2 separate regions of the Mus musculus genome follow, and region 2 is linked to region 1. A link is a contact called in public ChIA-PET data. All regions are on one chromosome and are shown on one strand. Each heading gives the region's core, a stretch centred on a gene start, on an enhancer-like site or on the middle of the called end of the contact. The rest is flanking DNA. Distances are from core to core; before and after follow the strand shown. Region 1 overlaps Cdk6 (cyclin-dependent kinase 6). Region 2 holds the start of Fam133b (family with sequence similarity 133, member B).

Region 1 (4,945 bases), core at 551-3,050:
TTTCATCCCTCTCAAAAGAAACCAAGTGGACATAAGCGTTTGTTCCCTTTTCTCCCAGCAACCTCTGTGCTCCAATCCTATCTCAGTCTATTTTTGACTCTGTGTCCAGCCTGTTTCTCTACACTTCATACGAATGGAATCACGCCACTTTCACGACTGGATTCTTTCATTTAGCAGAATCTTTTCGAGGTTTATCCAGCATATTATGTATCTATATTTCTTTTTGTTACCAAGTAAGATTCCATGCACTGGTGTGATACATTTCTTTCTCCATTAGTTGATGGATATTTCTCTTGGTTTTGCCTTTTGGCTTTATGAATGGTGGCACATGTCAAAAACAAGGACCATCCTGTAGGGCTGCTGCTGTGTGAACACTAAGATGTCAGTGAGAATCTGTACAAGTTAGGTGGCAAACCGGGAACACACACGTAAGAGTTTCACAATGAATGCAGGATGGCGGCTCTGGCCTCCTTGCTTCAGCCTCAGTTACAGAGGCTTGCTCGCTAGGGGCTCGGAGCACCTTCTCTTCTGCTTTGCCCCGACCTTGTCCGGAGCTGTCATTTTGAAACTTCCATCCATTCAGTTGCCATTTCCTGAACACTCACTGCGTGTCAGATTCGGCACTGAATGCAGTGGAGATGATGAAAGGCAAATGGACAGGTGCTTCCAGGTCAAAGCTGCTTTTAAAGTTAGCTGTTCTGTACTCTTCACTTGCTTGTGATGCCTTGGACTGGGGTCCCCTTCTCCCCGGGTGCATGGGTTTGGGGTTCTGAATTTCGACCCAGATGCTTTGTGTGGTTGAAGTTAACTGTCATTTAAGGAGATCTGTGTAAGCTAAAAAGTTTGCCATGCTTGATAGAGACTTCAAGCGATAAGGCAGTGATGAGCTGTAGCTGTGGTTGGTGAATTATTCTTTATTCAAATCTTGACCCAAGGAGGGTGCAGCTGGCAGGCAGGCTTCTTCTTTTGGCACAAGCAGCTTTATGTTCCTTTTGAATTTTCACAACGGTTAAGCATTAGTTCTGGACTCAGCCAAATTTACCAACTCCTCATTGCTTAGGTGCTGCCCTCTCCCACCCCCCCACCCCCCCCGTCCTGGAATTCTGGACCTAAAGATCCATAGGGTAACTCAGAGCTTATTTCTGTCCTTGTTGCTATTGTCTTTTCCTACAACGCAAAAACTAGGGGTTTTAGGAGTTTTCTTGTTTCTGTTTTAAAATATCATTTTTCTTTCTTCCCCCACAAAAATAACATGCAGTTAGCCTGAGTGAGGTTGCAACCTGATTCTTCTCTGCCTCTGGTGCAGGCCAGATTTGAAGAGCTGCATTCAGTAATGGGGAGACTCAGCTAGTGCTTGCTGCAGGACACCGGGAAGCCCTGGATTCTGTTGTTCTACGTTCATTTGAAGGGTTCATTGTGAATATGAGCAAAGCAAGATGAAGGCATCCCAGAATCCCATCTACCACGGAACCATCCTCAGTAGCGGATTTGTGATCTAGCTGTTGCACCCGTTCTCACTGGTCATATTCAGGAATGTTTCCATACACAGAAGTTGTACTGTTTGCTTTATTCTCAGCATTTACTGTAGTGCGAATTACATCTTGTAAACTTGCCCAGTTTAGGGGATTCCCAGTTCGTCTTGAAACACTTTTTGGTGGGTGTGGGGGGGGGGGAACGTAAAACCTAACAGAAGCACAGTTGCCAAGGGCCTGTAAGTAGAAGCTGAAAGTAGACCTTGCAGTGCTGAGGGCCCTGAAAGATGAACTGTGGACTTGCTGGTAGGCACTACAGCTGGAGGAGTACCCTGGTGAGGGACACAGGATGCTGACTTCCTGCCTCCCCCATTAGATTTGCATAAGGGCTTTCCCTCACCTGAGGTTTCTGTTAATTTGTTGTGTGGTGTATTTTGACTTTCCACCAATAGCTGATGGGAAGGGGTTTGTTTAATTGTGGGTTTCAGAGGTGCATCCCCCTAGGCATTGGATTCAGCCTTTAATTAATTGAACTAGGTATCTTTATATTACTTGTTAAGTCCTTCAGTCTCTCTCATTTCCTCTCCTGTCCCAGGTTCCAGATTTCTGTGAGTGATGGCTTGACTGTCTCTTCTTCCTTTGTATTCTTTTGCTCCATAACATGTCTCTGGTCAGGTCAGAAACCTCAGATAGAAGTTAGTTCCCTAAAACTGTCCCAGGTTGGCCCTGAACTCCCTGTGTAGCAGCTGGTGGTGCCCTTGGCCTTCTGATGAGGGCAGGTTGGACCTGCCCTCGCCCTGTGAGGTGTGTGTTGTATGCCAACATGTTCTGTTTGTAGCATGCTGAGGCTCACACACAAGGCTTCTCACACGAGAGGCAAGCACTGCCTCCCTTGCCCCTCCAATAGGAGTTCTTTAAGAACTCACAGTCTGTCAGCTATGCTGCTGGGCATTGCTGTTGCCAGGATGATGAACTAATGGAGGAGCCAGTCCCAGTCAGTAAATAGTCAATAGTCTCCCATAGAGTCAGAGAAGTCCAGTTACAGAGAGCAGTGCGCCCTAAACCTTTTCCACTCCTGCACCCTTTCTGCCCAAGAAATATTCTGCAACCCCAAGTATATGAGTATATAAAATAGATACATAAGTGAGACATGTGCCAGTAATAAGCTGGATAATTATACTGTGAGATGGTTCTCTGAAATACATACAGTTTTACAGTTTACTGAAGACAAAACTGTGCTTTTAGGGAGGTGGACGGGCTTGTTATTTTTTTTAAAAAAGTAACTCTTGGCTGAGCATGTGATATAAAAGACAGTATTCTATGTTTTTCAGAGTTGGTCAACGTTTTGATTTTCTAGTTGTCAACGCTGAGAACACCATTTTGAATAAATACATAACACAAAATGACAAAGCATTTTTAGATTAGGGCCACTTCAGAAATATTTTGAGATTCTGTCCTAACCCCTATCTAGAATTTATTTGATGACTGTTTACAAAACCCATCCACAACTCAAAACGGCTGCTTTAAAAATGAAACATTGTAACGCAGTTCAGAGAACCTAATTTGATACTTAACATGCTGAAGAGGGACAATAGGGAAAGCATTGAGTTTGTGTTCCATAATTAAAGCACTATATTTCTACAAAAACAGACAGCTTTGTGTGTGTGGTGCATACCCGTGTGGGCTGGGCAGTTCCAAGGTGGGTTGCTTGGTGTTGTGGAGTCTGACAACATGTGCAGTGGGAGGGGCATGTGCTGTGTGCAGTGAAAAGGGACATGGGCATGTGCTGTGTGCAGTGGGGGACACACATGCTGTGTGCAATGCAAGGCACATGTGCTGGTGCAGTGGGAAGGGACTGTGCTGTGTGCAGTGGCTGTGCTGTGTGCAGTTGGGGGACACATGCTGTGTGCAGTGCAAGGAGCATGTGCTGGTGCAGTGGGAAGTATGCTTGCTGCAACACAAGTTTGTCATGGCCAGAAACTCCTTGGAATAATTAATGTTCTTAAATTTTAATTGATTTTTGGCCCTTGTGTGTTCAGAAACCTTTTCTGTTAATAAATATTTTGCCACCCTAGTATTCAGCTACCTAACTCCAAATGGAGCTCCAGCCATGGGTTAAGGAGCTGTAACTTAGAAGGCACTAGTGCTACTAGTGTGCATGAAGTTAACTCACTGTTTTAGCTGTACAGTATAACTAACTGTATAGGATGCATTTGAGGTCACATATTGGTGTCTGTAATTTCAAACTATTTGTAGACGTCTTATGATTGTTTCTTTTAGACATTACTGGCATTACTGCTTTTTATTGTGCATTATTTCCAGGTGAGTCCCTGGAAATATGTTTTGCCAGGGGTTAGAGCTGGTTTTACTGTAAATAAAAAAAGTCTCAATTCAAATTCAGAGATGTGACTTAGCAGCTTAGGTAACTTTTCTAAATTCAGAATGTAGATCAGACAGAAGAGGCTTCAGGTACTTAAACAAGATCCCCGAGGTCCTGGCTGCATTCTGTGCTCTGTAGACTAAAGCGCTGGCCACCGGCTGCTGCAGGCATTTTGCCTCTCCAGTCCAATAATGCATAAAGAGTTTTAGTCTCCATTGCAGTGAAATTCCTGGGACCAACTCTAGCTTCCTTCATCCATGATGCATAGTTGTCACTGAACAACACTGTCCACGTGCCTTACTTGCCCTGTGTCCCTCAGAAACTTTAAACTGAGTATGGCACCTGTATGTGGTAGGTACTGATACACATTCTGAAGATGCCGCAAAATCACAATGTCCTTTAGCAGCATAGTCATTGCTGTTGGAGCTAATACTTCTGGACTTTGTCATTTCCAGCTGATGGCAAATCATTGCATACACAGTCTGTATTTCATGAGCAAAAAAGAGCCACCTAGCCTCCGTCCGGCAGTGTGGGGCTGGCGGAATTGCTGAAGATTGATTTGGTGCACAAACTGTACCCACCAAAAGCGCTTCATGAACTTTCAAGATTAGATACAGGGGTGTGAGGGGACCTTCTCAATTTCAAGTTCTGGCTCTGGTTCAAATAAGAATTTGTTATGGCCCTCAGGCAGCTGTACCAGACAACTCTGGAACTATTTGGTATCCAAACAATGAAGAGTGTGCAGGGGTCAGGGAAACCTGACAGGAAAAGAGTCCTCTTAAAACTTCCTGCTTAGCTAATAATACAGATTTCCCTTTTATTATAGCTACAATAGAAAGGCAGAGGTTGTGTTTACAAAGCTCGTTGTTTGGGAGACTTTTGTAAATTGTAAACTTTGGAAATCCCAAACCTACTGGGTAGAATGAATGTAATCCCATCCATTAGTTGAAGGTAGTTTCCCCGTGCTATAGCTTCGGAGCAGCAAGTTAAATTGAGACTGTGAACAGGAAGCAGCCATTAAGAATTACAATGGGTAGGATACCCATTATTCCAGTAATGTTTTGTTAGAGGACATCAGGTCAGCAGAAAAGCC
Region 2 (5,021 bases), core at 675-3,174, 160 kb after region 1:
TGGGGTTGTCCATTATCATCATGGCAGGAAGCATGGTGACATACAGGCAGACATGGTGCTAGAGAAGCAACTGGGAGTTCTACATGTTGATCCACAGGCAGCAGAAGGAGAATTGTGTCACTGGCCATAGTGGAGTCGGAGACATCAAAGCCTGCCTCCATCGAGACACTTTCTCCAACAAGACCACACCCACTCCAGCGAGGCCACACCTTCTAATAGCACCACTCCCTATGGGCCTATGGAGACCAATTACATCCAAACTAATACAGGACCGTTTTAAGAAAGAAAGTGGAGATTGGAATATCTGTTGCAACAATAGAGGGTGAGAAAGGAGAGAGTCTCTGTCAGCGAGAAGAAGATTTTCTTTGAGGTACTGGATTCCATGCAGGGCCTCGCACATGCTAGGTAAATGCTGTATCACTGTCACTGGTGTTACTCGTAAACTTTTATTTCCCTAAATTAAATGTCATCTCTGAGGCTTACTGCCTCAGTCTGCTAACCTAGGCCTGGTCCTGGAAGCCTCTGTGCAATCTAATATAGGCCTAGAATGTTTTACAGGCTCTGATAAGTTACTGCTGAAAATATTCACCCTCTCTTGTTCTTTCTGAACTCTGACTGGCTGGTTCAATTCAGCTGTTCTGGCTCAAATTCCTCTCCAAGCTGACTGGTTCTAACTGGCTTCTCTCACTTTCTGACTGAATTGCTCTGATTGGCCCCGAGTTAACTCTGGCAACCTGTTCTAATCTTCTGGCTCCTTCTCACTCTCTGACTCATTCTGTCTTCACCCGTGTCTAGCTTGTTCTCTTTTCAACCCATCTCAGTAAAACTGCCTCTCTCCTCGCTTTCTCTCTGCACTGCTCTCCTAAGTGGCTTCACTGCCTCTCTCCTGACAGTTGGGCATATTCTATATAGTCTATTTTGTCAGGTTGTTCTCTGATTCATCACTTTGTCTGCCACTCAATTACACATAACTTTCAAATATGGGTGCTTCCTTCTACAAACTAACTTTACCTTCACTGTTTGGGATTAAAACTGTGTTCTAAGTGCTGAGTCATACCACAACTAGAAACAACTGTTTTTTAGTAAATAATACAATCTCAGGTTTCACAGTGTGATCACATATCCTGCAGCATATACCAGCCTTTTTCCCTTTGAATTTTACTTTACACAATGTCTAAGTTACCCAGATCAGACTTGGACTTACTTTGTTGCTCAAAATAGCCTCAAACTCATGATGTCTACCCACCCACCCCTCACCTCATATCCATGAGGTCTGGGGAAAGGCTAAAGGATTTTCTTCAGTATAATGAAAGTCCCATATTTCCATTTTCTAAAATTTCAGAAAGGATTCTGATCGATTTTATTCCTGATGCATTCATGTTGACATGAATCCATAAGTCACTTTTTCTAAGCCTGTGAATAGTCAGAGAATATGGTGTATTAATTAGTCTCTAGAGTCTAGACCACTTCTGAAGTTTAAGTCCAATCCAGATAATCCCATAGCACCAAAGCAGTAAAGTCTAACCTGTGTGTGTTTATCTCCCCCTATGAGTTAATAAACACACCCCTTAAAGATAAGGATTATGTCTTAACTATATTTGACTGGTCCCAGACTCATTTTTTTAAGTTTTATGACAATTTTTTCCATTAGACTTACTTTATGTGTTTGCCTACAGGTGTGCAGTGCGTGTGCCTGGTACCCACAAAGGTCAGAAGAGGGCATTGGATACCCAGGAACTGAGTTACCGATTTGACTACAGAGTGGGTCCTGCTCAGGAATGGTTAAGTGGGTCACAGGAATCCTGCTGCAGCTCCTGGGAACCGCAGGCGGTCGCTAGCGCCGGGCTGTCCTCCGCACCACCAGGGGGCGCCGTGGCGCATACGGTCTCCCCGGATTGGCGGGGCGCCGCTCTCTGGGCGGGGCATAGAGGTGGTAAGAGGACTCGCGGCGGGCCGCTTCGGCTTCTTCTCGGGCCTGCTCCCTCGGCGGCTTCCCGCGCCTTCAGCCGGCCACCATGGGGAAACGGGATAATCGCGTGGTGAGTATTCGGCGGGGAAAACGGAGCAGTGAGGCGGGGCCGGGCGGCAGGCGAACGAGCGGAAGCCGTCGCCCGTCGCGGCGGGGCTGGCGGCCGCGTCGCACTTGGGGCCCCGAGACCCCGCGCCGTGCGATGCGCGTGCGCCTTGCCGGTCCTCAGCGTCCTGCTCGGCCGACCCTGGGGCCTGTCGCCCCGCAGCGGTAAGGGCTGTGAGCCGGAGCCGCCGGTGCCGAGAGGCCCAGACCCAGCGCAGCGGGACCACGGGGATGGGGGTGGGGGACAGGGATGAGGGCTTTGGGGTACTCTAGACTCCAGTGCCCTCGGAAGTTAGTGACTTCTGAACCCAAGTTTCTACCTGTGGGAATGGGAGTCCTCCTTAGTCACCGCTTGACCACAAAGGCAACTGCCCAAGCGAACGCGAGTGGGTACCTAAAGAGCTGCCCGGGAAATGACAGTGTTCCCCGCTCTGTCTTAAAAACAACAACAACAACAAAACAAAAAACAACAACAACAACAACAAAAAACGTCCGTTTTAGTTTCTTGTGGTTCTGTCGTGGAAGCTCGGTGGCCACTAACCTTGCTCGCACTGTGCAGGAATGTACTTTCCTCCTGGCTTCAGGACGAGACCGTAGAATGAATGGAGTTGAGATGAATAGAATAGAATAGACCAGTTGAAATGGTCTATGTGTGTGGGCATCCAGAGTTCGACATAGTGCTTGGACTATTAATGTCCTCAGACACATCTCACCTGATTCCTGGAGATTTTTCTGTTTTGTTTTGTTGTTATTAATGATGCTATCGTTGTTTTAAAGATTATAGGCTTGCTTACAGACATTATTACAGTTTCTTACTGAAATCCAGACTTTCATTTTACTGGAAATTTTTATTTACACATTCCTTAAGGCATTTTCAAAACCTATGAAATTAGTCTCGTTTACTGGAGGGTGTTGACAGCTCTGTACTGTTCTGTTCTGTTGTCATCGCACAATATGTTCTAGTAGCATTTTGTTTGCACTTAAAAGATTCTAAGACTGAAAACATTACATCAAAAGGTGGGAGGTGTTGGAGATGTAATGGAGAACTAATACTTAGGGCAGGGTAAGGATGCTTAAACTGTGACCAGAACTTGTATCATTTGCTACTTGGTTCAGTCCTCATGGATCTTGATATCTCCCCCAGCCCCCCACACCACCACCAGCCCCAAAGTCTCACTTTTTAACAGGACTTTTAAACCACAGCTATCCTATACATCCTGGTCCCACACATAGACAGCTTCTCCATCATCAACATCCCCCACCGTAGAGATACAGGTGAACGTGCAGTTATCTTTCAGGAATCACATAATCCTATGATACTGTGCATAGTGTGTCTTTAGACACGTTACTAATGACATCAGCCACTATGATGCATTGCCACCACTTTGAAAGACTTTGCTTCAGTCACACCTGCTCCTCAATCCACCACAATCACTGTTCTCTTTACTAGCTCCATAGTTTTCCAGGACTAGAGTTTGAGTGTCTGCCTCTGAAAATACTACCTGTTCTGACGTTTGTTGTTGTTCTCCAGAAATTGAGAGGCAATCCAGTTCTTTTTCTTACATTGGTGATGCCCTCATGGTTTTAAAGATTATAGGATTGGGGATTAAAAAACACAAAACAAAACAAAAGCAAAGCAACCAATCCTTTAGAGGACTGGGGTAATGCTTGGAGAGTAGGAGCACAGGCCACTGTCCATCCATCCGTCCATTCGTCCATCCTTCCGTTCTTCCTTCCTATTAATATTTGCTTGCTTGCTTGTTTTGAGATGGTCTCTGTGTTTGTCCCTGACTGACCTGACTAGGCTGGCCTGTGCCTGCTCTGCCTGTGGAATATTGGGATTAAAAGCAAGAGCCAGAGGCCTAGTCTGTGCTGCTCTTGCAGAGGGCTGAAGTTGCGTTCCCAGTACCTACATCAGCCCACTATAATGCCAGCTCCAGGAGATCCAGAGCCCTCTTGTGATATCTGTGACCGCTACACACAGGGACACAAAGATAGATGCAAATTAAAAACAAACAGAAACCCCTTTAGATCTCGTGTTGAACAGTTGTTTTGGCTTTATTCATATTTATTGATTTTGTGTGTCTGTGTGCACACCTACCACGGTAAGCTTATGAAGGCCAGCAAGCAACTTGCAAGAATTTTTCCTTTACCATGTAGATTACCAGGATCAAACTCAGGTCCTCAGACTTGGGTATAAAAATGTTTTGGTGAGTTGAGCCCTCTCTCTCTCTCCTGAACTGTAATTTTTATTTTGTTCTGTTGTGGAGTTTGTTTGTTTGTTTTGGAAGTTGTACTTACAGCCTTTGAAGCTACTGAGAACTGAACTTGAGTCCTTTACAAGTGTGCACTTTAACCTATGAGCCATCTCTCCAGCCCTTCTTAGAGAAGCTTTGGGTTCACAGAACACTTGAAGGGACAGAGAGTTCTGTGCATGTGTGAAAGCTTGCCTGCCTGCACTCCCACGCATGGGTAGCCTCCTGTTACCAGTATCTGGCAAGACCAAAGTACTTTTGTTACAGTCCTGCATTGGTATCTGTAAAGGGCTGAAGCTCAAAGTGCCTTAGTTCCTGTTGTTTTCTGGATGCTTGCTTCATATTCTTTTTGATAACCTGTGGATACATTCTTTAGGTAAAAGTAGAGCAATGACTCAGAGTCTGCCCATCCCTTTAGCATCAAACTGCAGTGCTCTCTTGGTGTCTCCACATGTGTGTATTCCCTTGAGTTACAATATCAAATCATTTTCTTTTACTTGAACTTATACAGTAGTTTGGAGCCACAGACATTTATAGTCATATGTAATATGAATATGTGACTTACAAAAAGTATTTGTTTTTGTAATTTTTATTACACTTTAATTTTTTGTATGTGTATGTGTGGGGTTGTGTGTGCCAGGAGACAACTTTCCAGAGTCAGTACTCTCTGTCCACCATGTGGGTCCCAGAGA

The links. ChIA-PET counts read pairs in DNA pulled down with a chosen protein or histone mark.
Region 2: an RNA polymerase II ChIA-PET map of effector CD8 T cells shows a contact between it and region 1, with 24 read pairs. The contact joins the promoter of Fam133b here to the enhancer-like site in region 1. A contact is called at or near these places in 2 of 39 promoter capture datasets (embryonic stem cells and macrophages), 1 of 484 Hi-C or Micro-C datasets (bone marrow-derived macrophages), 4 of 115 datasets of contacts at active chromatin or transcription factors (bone marrow-derived macrophages, effector CD8 T cells, embryonic stem cells and 1 more) and 3 of 9 other capture datasets (adipose tissue, liver and macrophages).

Annotation. Positions count from the first base shown.
Region 1 is chr5:3,381,966-3,386,910 of GRCm38.p6, forward strand. All of the region lies in intron 2 of Cdk6 (cyclin-dependent kinase 6), which reads left to right. Among named protein-coding and RNA genes, the nearest start is that of Gm29868, 28 kb to the right of the region's middle. Within about 2 kb of position 1,801, at least 60 of the 459 cell types and tissues checked have an H3K27ac peak or open chromatin away from gene starts, as enhancers often do. A contact at or near this core is called in bone marrow-derived macrophages and effector CD8 T cells, where this site is marked.
Region 2 is chr5:3,541,909-3,546,929 of GRCm38.p6, forward strand. It overlaps Fam133b (family with sequence similarity 133, member B), which reads left to right and starts at 1,925. Exons shown (of 11, transcript NM_001042501.1): 1 at 1,925-2,039. The coding sequence starts at 2,016.